Regions from separate parts of the Mus musculus genome. Here region 2 is linked to region 1. The links are chromatin contacts, called in public HiChIP or PLAC-seq maps. All regions are on one chromosome and are shown on one strand. The core of a region is the stretch at or near the end of the contact, and the rest is flanking DNA. Distances in the headings are between cores, read along the strand shown.

Region 1 (5,705 bases), core at 2,364-4,863:
TATCAGTGATTTTTAATTCCTTCCTCCAGATTAGTAATCGGGAAAGCACTCAGGACATATCACTCAAGGTAAGTGATGGGGGCAAAAATCTTATCAAATGAGGCCACCAAGTAGCAGTTTAATGAGAACAGTCCATGCAAAGTTAAATGAATTCTTGTGGTAAAGATCATTAAGCAAGTTATCATGTCAGGTGAGCCCACTAAAAGTGATGAAAATTAACGTTGTAGCCTGATAAGAAAAATTTCCTGTCTTCAGTCAGAAATCCAATGGTCATAGTACAAGTAACATGAAGGTGCACTTGATGCCAGAAGGCAATCTCACTTTTTTATTTTAAAATGTGTAACCACATTCAACTTCTTGATAGATGCTTCCCTCCCAAATCTACTAAGGTTGCCTACCGTTTGACTTCAGACATCTTCCTACTCCCTATATCTTTTTGAGACAGGGCCTAGTGTTCAATTTGCATCTGAAATGTTCCTCAGAGGCACAGGCCTCAAATGTTTGTCCCCACCTGGTGGTTTTATTTTGGAAGGTTGTGAAAACTTTGGACAGTGGGACCTACTTGGAGGAAGCAGGTCACTGAGAGAAGGTCCTGGAGTTAGTTGTCTTATCCCTGATGGATTTCCATACTCCACATCCTCTCAGATTTGAAGTCAGCTTCAGTGCTCTCCTAAACCCTTCCATGCCATGAAACTTCTGAAGCATGTACCCAAATAAGCGCTTCCTTTCTCAAACTGTATGTCAGATAGTTTGGACACAACAACACAAAACAAAGCAAGGTATTCCTTCTACCTATATTATCAGAATTCTGGGGTTGTAGAAGTATGCCACCATCCTTTGCTCTAGAAATTTTCTTTTTTTTTTCCAATTTTTTATTAGGTATTTTCTTCATTTACATTTCAAATGCTATTCCGAAAGTCCCCTATACCACCCCCCTCCCCTACGCACCCACTCCCACTTCTTGGCCCTGGAGTTCCCCTGTACTGGGTCATATAAAGTTTGTAACACCAAGGGGCCTCTCTTCCCAATGATGACCGACTAGGCCATCTTCTGCTACATATGCAGCTAGAGACACGAGCTCTGGGGGTACTGGTTAGTTCATATTGTTGTTCACCTATAGGGTTGCAGATCCCTTCAGCTCCTTGGGTACTTTCTCTAGCTCCTCCATTGGGGGCCCTGTGTTCCATCCAAAAGCTGACTGTGAGCATCCACTTCTGTGTTTGCCATGCACTGGCATAGCCTCACAAGAGACAGCTATATCAGGGTCCTTTCAGCAAAATCTTGCTAGCTTATGCAATAGTGTCTGTGTTTGGTGGCTGATTATGGGATGGACCCCCGGGTGTGGATGGTCCATCCTTTCATCTCAGCTCCAAGCTTTGTCTCTGTAACTTCTTCCATGGGTGTTTTGTTCCCAATTCTAAGAAGGGGCGAAGGAAGTGTCCACACTTTGGTCTTCGTTCTTCTTGAGTTTCATGTGTTTTGCAAAATGTATCTTGGGTATTCTAAGTTTCTAGGCTAATATCCACTTATCAGTGAATACATATCATGTGAGTTCTTTTGTAATTGGGTTACCTCACTCAGGCTGATGCCCTCCAGGTCCATCCATTTGCCTAGGAATTACATAAATTCATTGTTTTTAATAGCTGAGTAGTACTCCATTGTGTAAATGTACCACATTTTCTGTATCCATTCCTCTGTTGGGGGGCATCTGGGTTCTTTCCAGCTTCTGGCTATTATAAATAAGGCTGCTATGAACATAGTGGAGCATGTGTCCTTATTACCAGTTGGAACATCTTCTGGATATATGGCCAGGAGAGGTATTGTGGGATCCTCTGGTAGTACTATGTCCAATTTTCTGAGGAACCACCAGACTGATTTCCAGAGTGGTTATACAAGCTTGCAATCCCACCAACAATGGAGGAGTGTTCCTCTTTCTCCACATCCTCGCCAGCATCTGCTATCACCTGAATTTTTGATCTTAGCCATTCTGACTGGTGTGAGGTGGAATCTCAAGGTTGTTTTGATTCCCATTTCCCTGATGATTAAGGATGTTGAACATTTTTTTCAGGTGCTTCTCAGCCATTCGGTATTCCTCAGGTGAGAATTCTTTGTTTAGCTCTGAGCCCCATTTTTTAATGGGGTTATTTGATTTTCTGGAGTCCACCTTCTTGAGTTTTTTATATATATTGAATATTAGTCCCCTATCTGATTTAGGATAGGTAAAGATCCTTTCCCAATCTTTTGGTGGCCTTTTTGTCTTATTGGCAGTGTCTTTTGCCTTACAGAAGCTTTGCAATTTTATGAGGTCCCATTTGTCAATTCTTGATCTTACAGCACAAGCCATTGCTCTTCTATTCAGGAATTTTCCCCCTGTGCATATCTTTGAGGCTTTCCCTCACTTTCTCCTCTATAAGTTTCAGTGTCTCTGGTTTTATGTGGAGTTCCTTGATCCACTTAGACTTGACCTTAGTACAAGGAGATAGGAATGGATCAATTTGCATTCTTCTACATGATAACCTCCAGTTGTGCCAGCACCATTTGTTGAAAATGCTGTCTTTTTTTCCACTGGATGGTTTTAGCTCCCTTGTAGAAATTTTCTTAATAATTAATTTTTATTTTAACATAATTATATTTAAGAGGTAGAGGTGAGACTTTGTCCTGATTTTAGATTTTCAAAATTTAAAAACAAACAAACAAACAAACAAAACCTGAAGTCTGGACATACTTACAGGCAGTCTGAGGTGAATGTCAGAGGTCAGGGTCTCAAGCCCGTAGCCTCCCATAGGTAAAGCCAGAGGTAAAGCCAGAGAAGTAGAGACTACAAAGTGGTCCTCCCAAGGGGCTTATTGGGACTCCAAGGCAGGATTTCCCTCTGCCCTTGACAAACCTCCTCCATGGCTCACGAGCTGCAATTCAGTTCAGATCTCACTGCACAGAACCCAAGACTGGACATCCCCACTACACTCGTTTTTCTATGGTCAATGTGGTTTCAAGGCTGTGCTGGACACTGAGTAAGATGAGGTGAATTCTGACCAGATTCACGGGAAGAGAAATGCCATGGGCGCACTCCCTGATGCCACTGTGTCGTTGTTTGTCAGGTTCAAAGGGGGCGTTTGGGACAAATGGAACTCTTCTTCTATTCTAGGTAACCCCCACTTCCCACCCCACCCAACTATGGCATTCTCCTGCTGAGGCTACTGAAGCCTCAGGACCAGGAATCTGCCATGAACTTAGCCTTGTCAGGGTGACTATGGACCACAGTCACCGTGGAGTAGGCACAGCAAAGCCGGCTTTCCAAGCCAAGGCTGCCTCGCCGGGCTCACCAAGGTGCTGCACGAGCCGACCCGCGTTCTGACAGAGGCCCACGCGCCAGGGCGGGGCTTAAGCGAGCCTCTTTAAAAGCTCCTGGGGCGGGTCCCGCCCCCACCTCTCGTCATTGGCTCTCTCCGTAGCGGCCTTGTTCCCATAGGTGCAGGGGGCGGGGGCTGAGTGAGACAGGCGTGGGGAGGGGGGCTTCACCTCAGCGGCTCCGCCCTGCTGGAAGAATGACGTGCGGTTAGGCCTGCGGGGTGACAGGCTCGCCCGGGCGCTGGTGCGGCGTCCCTGGAGACTCGGAGCCCGCCCTCCCGCCCGCCCGCCCGCGCGCGCTTCTCTCGTGGACGGCGGCGGCGGCGCGCGCGCGCGCGAGCGAGGGTGGAGGTGGCTCGTGCGTGCGTGTGAGTGAGCGCGTGTGTATGTGTGAGAGAGCGTGTGTGAGTGTGTGTGCACGCGCGCGTGGAGCCTGGGTACCGGTGCCCGACTGACTGCCTTCCACACCCTGCCTACTCCGCGCCTCCTTCCTCGCCTCTCTCCCGCCCGGCGGGCTGCCATCGTTGAGAGAAGGCCGGGGGACACAGGTGTGCGAGGCTTGCGGGACCGCTGGAGACAAAGGGGGCGCGGAGGTGAGCCCGCCATGGCCTCCCGGAGCCTGGGGGGCCTGAGCGGGAGCCGCGGCGGCGGCGGCGGCGGCGGCGGCAAGAAGAGCCTGAGCGCCCGCAACGCTGCGGTGGAGAGGAGGAACCTGATCACCGTGTGCAGGTGCGGGGCTGCGGGCGCCGGGCTGAGGGAGGTGCTGGGGCTCGGCGCTGCGGCCCGTGCCGCGCGTGTCCGCGGGCCAGCGGGGCCCTGCAGAGGGGCGGGAGCCTCTCCCCGCGAGGCCGTGGGCTAGCCCTCGCGTCTCAGGGTCCTCGCTTGGAGGCTGCCCGGGGAGGGCCGGGGCGGAGCCGGGGAGGAACCGTTTGGAACCGGCCAGCTTGCGTCTGAGGAGAAGAGGGCGGAGGAAGAGCAGCATCCAGCTGCTGTAGTAGTTACTGAGATGTCCCCAAATCCCTGTGCGTTCTCTTGCTGTCGCTTGTTGGCGTACGCATTTTCACTCCTCTCCCTCGGCCCTTATCTGTATTGGGTATCTAAGTCTTGTCAACTACAGTGCTTGTGCAATTGTGGAAGACTCCTGGTCAGTCCTTTTGGGCATTTATTTAAGTGCTTCCTGGTTGTAAATGTAGCCCTTCCTCCAGGAATTATAGAAATAGATCATCACTATCTATAAATCAAGAATTCAGAAAAAAACTGATTTTGAACAAGCTGATAAATTTTCTTTAAGTCTTATAATATTCTAGGCATCCATCTCTTAGTAACTACTCAGAGCCAATACGCTCTGTTAAAAATGATTTTGTTCCATCATACTGGTTAATCATCAACTACTGATAATTCTCTTGTTATCAGGTAAATGATGAAACCTTTCCTGCCTCTCTGGCTTATGTCTATTTTTTTTTTTCCTTATGTAAAATCGTGGCTAGCATCTTAAGCAGATTGCAGATATCTGTAGTAGGAATGACATTCAGTATTTAAGCAACTTTTAAAAAGTTGGATTCTAATGAATGCTCATCTTTCAGGAAGAGCTTTGCTCACAGTTTGCATTGTAAGTGGTAAAGTAATATAGACTATATTTATCATTTGTGCTGTGTAGAATACAAGCTTTTGGGACAGATGGGCTTTATTACATTGTTTTAAATTGAGGCAAATTTCTATGTTAGATTCATAGAAAAATAAGCTAGTTGGGTAGTCTTATCTTTTAAAGATATTAAAATTATTTTTTTAAAGAAATGAGTTTCAAAGCAGGTTCCAGCCTAACCTGTGCTTCTTGAATCATTTATGCTGCATCAGAGCTTCAGCGGACTCAAACTTCCCGATGGTTTAACATTGGAAGGTGGACCAAGTTGATCTAGTGGAAATGTAACGAGCTCATAACAAATGTTGTCATTAGTTAGTGTCTTAGTACCATCTCCTCATTATCTTCATTGTTTTGTCAGCTATACAATAATGTTGGACTAGATTTCTAGGAATTTCAAATAATGGACTTAAAATGAATGATAGCCATCAAGCATCATTTGATCATATTTGGTTTTTAATGTTTCCAAATATGAGCACGGTGATAATGGTAGAAAAATATTTGTAGCAGATAGGTGAGGCACATGCATTTTTCTCTAAACAAACATTTGAATTGTGGTCCCATTTTGTGATTCTTTATTGATGTCCTGGAAAAACGGGAATTTATAAAACTAGAACAAACAAAACTGCCAACCACTACATATAATTTCTTATACTTGCACAGTAAAGTTTTTTCCCTTAAAAAGTTAGATATAGTTTCAGTGCTATATCATAAAACT
Region 2 (5,705 bases), core at 1,540-4,039, 130 kb after region 1:
ATTTTCCCTGTGTGCAACAATGACTTACATACTGGGTGTTTCATAGCCATTACCACTATGCCATGATTTCTCATTTTTCAAATTGATCTTAGTGTTTAAAAAAAAACAAAACTATACTTCTGTAGGAAAACAGGTTTTTTAAAAAGAGCTGTGTTTCAATTTTTTTTTTTACAATTTTTAAAACAGCTACATGTGTCCCTAAAAATTCCACCCTATTGAAAATAAACACGTATGAAGTGTGTATTCTATAGTGAGTCCTAGGAGGAAAACAAGTGTGCCAAAGACATTTCCTATACTGTTTCATGAAGGGGCCACAGTGCTCACTCTTGTCTGTTGATTTTTATATTTAAACTTAGCAGCTGTGACAAGTAGGAAGTGCATCCCTCCTAAAGCTTCCTGGGGAGTGCTGAACTCACAGGTTCACTCCTTCTATCCAAAGTGTAGGGGTGGGAGGTTCTGGGAAGTGCTTGGAGCGCAGTCTCATGGTGTGGAATCAATCAATAGTAACATGACCAGTGTCACATGTGAGGCAGTGCAGACACTAATCTCTGGGGCAAAGGAGGCCTGCAAGCTCATGACAGACATTGCATCGGGTGACTCAGAACAAACTGAGCAATTTCTTCCTGAGGCTGATGCATTAAAACAGAGCACCTCCATCTTCTCTGATCTGTGTGCACCATATTAAGTGTACAGTGGCCAAAGCCACGTTTAAGTAGTGTCAGGAATAGCAAATAAAGACAGCAGGCCTGCAGCAGGCTGCATGAGGACTTAGATGGTCATGAGAACATTGGGAATTTAGGCTGGCCGTGGGCGCACCTCTACTTTCCTAAGAAAGTCAAAGTGTTTACTGCTTTATCACCACGGCCTGCTCTCACCTGTCATTTATGATTTTTCAGATATAAAACCTTGGTAAGATCTTTTCATACATTTTTATAAAGTAGAAGGGAATACAAGATTCCCCAGTTGGTACACTTTTTCAGATCTGTCCGATAGAAGCACTAGTTTGTGACATATCCCTGCTGCGAACTGCGGACTGAGACATGACACCTGAGGATCATGGCTTTCCCTCCATTATTGGAGCTCTTGATATAAAGTTCATCTGCTACTGTGGAACCCAAGTTTCTGCAGTTGGTTTCGAGCTACAGGCAGTTTGTAACGCTTGCATGAGTGAACAGTGTCTCAGTCTTTAATTTTCAGTGGTACTGTTTATTTTTCAGAACTCCACAAAGAATGCTGGCTATGTCTATCTTTCCATCTGTATTTTGTTGCCTCGATGTACTATATTTGTTGCATGTATATTAAAGATTTTTTTAACCATACAGTACTGGTCTTTTTCCTTGACAAATATAGTTACCTGGTTCAAGTGTTTACTGAACTTCCATTTCAGCACATAGAATAAATATTGAGGACTAATTAAATCCAACACACTAATGGATATGATTGGAGAAAACCCTTCTGTTGAGATTGAATATTATACATACTTTTAAAATATTCCTTATATAGCACATGACATTTTGAGAGTTACTGACTACATATAGGACAATGGTCCCAAGTAACTGAGAGAAGTTGAAAAATTCCTATCCCTTAGTGACATCACAACTCTCTAATATAAAACTGACAGAAATTCTGATATATTCTGAATTTCTTATAATTCAAGAACCAAAGAGTAGAGGGAAAGATAAAGTCCAGTCAACTCGTAGTTTACAGGCAAAACCCGGACACGGTTATAGTCATGGCCTGGAAATATGTTAACATGTTGCCATCATGTGGCCATATGATGTAATTAAAATTTGTAGTAAAGAATATAAGGCACTGAGTATAAAACAGATGTCTCCTATATTCCTTTATTCATTTTTTTGAACCTCTCCAGGAGCACCAGGACTGATGTATAACGGACTTGGGGATTCTTTCCAAAGAGTCCTTCTCATCACAGTATGTATCAGTCTACATATCTATATACATGATATGTAGCGAACAGTGTATTTCCTGGCTTCCCCCACTGTGTGTTGTAACATAGATACAGGCACGGCAGAGAGTAGCTGATTTTTTTTTTTTTTATTAAACTCAGCCTAAACTGTGTATAAGCCCTTTTCCTGTTAACAAGGCAGTGGCCCTCAGAGTCTGGTGACATGTTTCAGCAATCTGGCAAAGTGTTCTATCTGCAGTAAGAATTGCAAATCAAATTATGTTTTCACATTCAATTTGCAAGTGTTTTCTGCAGATTTTTTTGATTTATGTTCATTAAGGAGACTGGACTATAGTTTCCTTTTTTATTATGTCTTCATGCAGTTTTGGTATCAGGTTGATTATGGTTTCATAAAATGAGTTTAGTAGTGCTCTTTGTTCTTTCTGACAAGATAAAGGCAACCAGAGACAATAAAACATTTAAATATATTAGATCTACCCCAAATGAAAAAATTCTTATTGTGGAAGCTGTATTCTGTAGCCATGAACCCCACAGTACACCCTTTTGTTCTTATTGTGGAAGCTATATTGTGTAGCTGAGTATCCCACAGTACACCCTTTTGTTCTTATTGTGGAAGCTGTATTGTGTAGCTGTGTACCCCACAGTACACCCTTTTGTTCTTATTGTGGAAGCTGTATTGTGTAGCTGTATACCCCACAGTACACCCTTTTGTTCTTATTGTGGAAGCTGTATTGTGTAGCTGTGTATCCCACAGTACACCCTTTTGTTCTTATTGTGGAAGCTGTATTGTGCAGCTGTGTATCCCACAGTACACCCTTTTGTCTCAGCAGCTTTACTTGCAAATGCTTTCTGCAGTGCATCTATTGGTCTGGTTCCAGAACTCTGGCTTCTGTTATACTATCAATACTGGAGCCTCCCTGGGACTCCTCTGGGATATCCTGTCACTGCCCTGTGTCATGGAGATCCTGTAGTTTTGGATTGCAGGACTGGCCCTTTCGCACTCTTCGACAGTTCATAGATGGGGTAGATGTTGGGGAGGGTCAATGTTAAAGTCCTGGATTTGGGCCTGGCTTGTAGCTGAGCTGGTCAGTACACCAGCTCCCCCATACTGAAACCACCATGGGAGAGCTCTCTGGCAGAACACTGACTAGCCCACCCAATGCTGCAGCCAGCAAGAGGCAGAGCCAGCTCTTCTACTCTCATGCCCTCGTGCCGATTCATCCCAACCCAGCAGGGCCAGCTCTGCTGTCCAGTTGAGGTGTGGGCTGCTCTCCCAAGTACTACACCCAGCAAGGGGCTGTGCCAACTCTCTTGTTCTCATGCTTTGGGACTGGCTTACATGTGACCCCTTGCAACCAAGGACAGCTCTACTGTGCTGACCAGGAGGGCCTGCTGAGTACTGCTCGGAGACAGCTCTCCTGCTCTCATGACCTTGGGGGCCAGCTCTCCCATCTTCCATAGGTGGTGAGGTGGGGGAGGGCATCTCTCCCTTGCCACAGCACCACACATTAGACAAGTGGCCAGGCCAGCTCTCCCACACTTACACCCCAGGACCAGCTCACTCACAACCCCCCAGCAACCAGGGCCAGCTTTGCTCTGCTCCCTGGGTGAGATGTGGGGCCCCTTCTCCTGAGTACTGCAGTTGGAGACTATGGACATCCGCCTGGCCTTTGGTGGGAATAGACCCCTGCTGTTGCAGGTCCATGAACTTAGACATGGCCCTGGCTGGCAGCATGGGCCAGGACCCCACCATAACCCCAGGTGGCATCACCAGCCACCCTCATCAGGCTGTTCTTCACACTCTCAGCAGTTCTACCTCCCTTCACTGTACAAACATCCCTCTCCCTCTCTGTCTCTCCACCACTACTTGCTCATCATCATAATGATGCCTGGGGCCTCTGTGTTTCTGGTGTCATCTCAGGAGTGTTATGTCCCACCCATTCACTGGACATGGATTGCCTAAGGCATGGACTACCCAGCCAGGCCTGCATGACACTGGCTGGGGGGTCTTCTCTGGTGTGGTCTGTCTGACTGGGTAGCATGGTACCTGACTGGCTCAACTTGCTTTTTATAGGTGTTCTGCATCTTGGTGTCCAGAGACAGGGTCCAGATTTTATTCCTGAGTCTTAGGCCTAGTGTTTTCTTTCACTGCGTTATTCAGTGCTTAAAGTTTCACAAAAGACAACTAACTAATGTCATTAAGTATTTTCTAAGTTCTGATGTCTTTGTAGTGTATTTGTACAAGACAAAGCTGAATTTGCCTGCTTTTTTTTTAATCCAGATGTTTTTATTACTGCATCAGCTCTATTAATTCTTATCTGTTTATCTCATTTGGATTAATTTTTGTAGGTCATATACATCTAAACATTCATCCATTTATTTTAGATCTTTCCAATTTAACAGAATATATTTTTAAGATCACTCCTAGTAATTCTTTTGAATTTCATTTGTATCTATCATAATGGCTCTCTTTTTCTCTAGTTTTATTATTCTGGGTCTGAAAATACTTTGGCAAATTTAGTCTTACTTAATTGATCAAATGACCTTGTAATTTTTATAATTTTTCATTTCTATTTCATCTATTTCTGCCCTGTTTTAATTATTTCTTTCAAACTGATTTTGAGTTTGGTCTTTCTGGTTTTTCCAGGTCCCTCAGGTTTGTCATTAAGATTTTGTTGTTGTGTTTTTATTTTCTTTTATTTCTGTAAATTGCTGATCTCTTTTTTTGATCTCTGCATTGACTGACCAATCTATCATTCAGTGGTGTTGTTCAGTCTCCCTGAGTTTGTGACTATTCTGTAGTTCCTCTTGCTATTAATCTGCAGTTCTAGTCAATTGTGGTCAGATAAAATACAGGAGCTTTTCCAGTTTCCCTCTATTTGTTAAGAGTGTGTACTCTGTCCTAATATATTATCTATTTTAGATAAAGTTGCGTGGGCTACTGAAAAAAATATGAACTCTTGAGTGTTCAAGTAGAATATTAAATAGATGTCTCTTAAATCTATGATATATGATCTCATTTAATTTATATGTTCTGTTTACCTTTTGCCTGCATGATCTATCAATTAATTAGAATGGGCTATCACAATCTCCCACCATTATGCTGCTGACTATACCATTGCTGGTGTCTTGTTTTATGACATCAGAGGCACCCACACTTGCTATGTAGATGTTTAGAATTGTAATGTCTTCTTGGTGGATTGTTCACTTAGTCATTACAAAGTGGCCTTCTTTATCTCTTCCAACTAGTTTTGGTTTCAAGTCTATTTTATCAGATATGAAAACTCCTTTATTCCTAGATCTATTTGCCTGGAATCCATTCTCTACTCTGTCCTCTAAAGTATTATCTGCTTTATCTGTCTTTTATGATCAAGTAAGGTTCATGAACACACACAAGGATGAGGCCTGTATTTTAATACACTAGTTTAGACTGTGTCTTTTCAGTGGGTGAATTGAGACCATTAATTTGTTTGTTTGTTTTAAGATAAGGTTTTTCTGTGTATCCCTGCCTATTCTGGAACTTGCTCTGTTGACCAAGCTGGTCTCGAACTCAGAGATCCACCTGCCTCTGCCTTTTAAGTGCTGGGATTAAAGGCGTGCGCCACCACTGCCCATCTGAGATCATTAATATAGAGTGATTGTTGAGTGATGCATATTTATGTCCTGTCATCTTGTTGATTTTGTAGAATTTGCTATATCTAGTCCCTGTAAGGTTCCAGTATTGATAGTATTCAGTATTGATACCTTACAGGGAGCCAGAGGGCTCAAACCAAACCAG

Evidence for each region. HiChIP or PLAC-seq counts read pairs in DNA pulled down with a chosen protein or histone mark.
Region 2: an H3K4me3 HiChIP or PLAC-seq map of embryonic stem cells shows a contact between it and region 1, with 16 read pairs. The contact joins the enhancer-like site here to the promoter of Rundc3b in region 1. A contact is called at or near these places in 4 of 39 promoter capture datasets (the C10 cell line, cranial neural crest and embryonic stem cells), 5 of 484 Hi-C or Micro-C datasets (embryonic fibroblasts, embryonic stem cells, nephron progenitors and 1 more), 3 of 115 datasets of contacts at active chromatin or transcription factors (CD8 T cells, the SCID.adh cell line and embryonic stem cells) and 2 of 9 other capture datasets (adipose tissue and embryonic stem cells).

The regions. Positions count from the first base shown.
Region 1 is chr5:8,620,860-8,626,564 of GRCm38.p6, reverse strand. It overlaps Rundc3b (RUN domain containing 3B), which reads left to right and starts at 3,613. Exons shown (of 11, transcript NM_001347311.1): 1 at 3,613-4,077. The coding sequence starts at 3,953. The region is part of intron 2 of Abcb1a (ATP-binding cassette, sub-family B (MDR/TAP), member 1A); the gene reads right to left.
Region 2 is chr5:8,485,950-8,491,654 of GRCm38.p6, reverse strand. Rundc3b (RUN domain containing 3B) reads left to right here. Exons shown (of 11, transcript NM_001347311.1): 11 at 1-1,319. Among named protein-coding and RNA genes, the nearest start is that of Slc25a40, 66 kb to the right of the region's middle. Within about 2 kb of position 2,789, at least 35 of the 459 cell types and tissues checked have an H3K27ac peak or open chromatin away from gene starts, as enhancers often do. A contact at or near this core is called in embryonic stem cells, where this site is marked.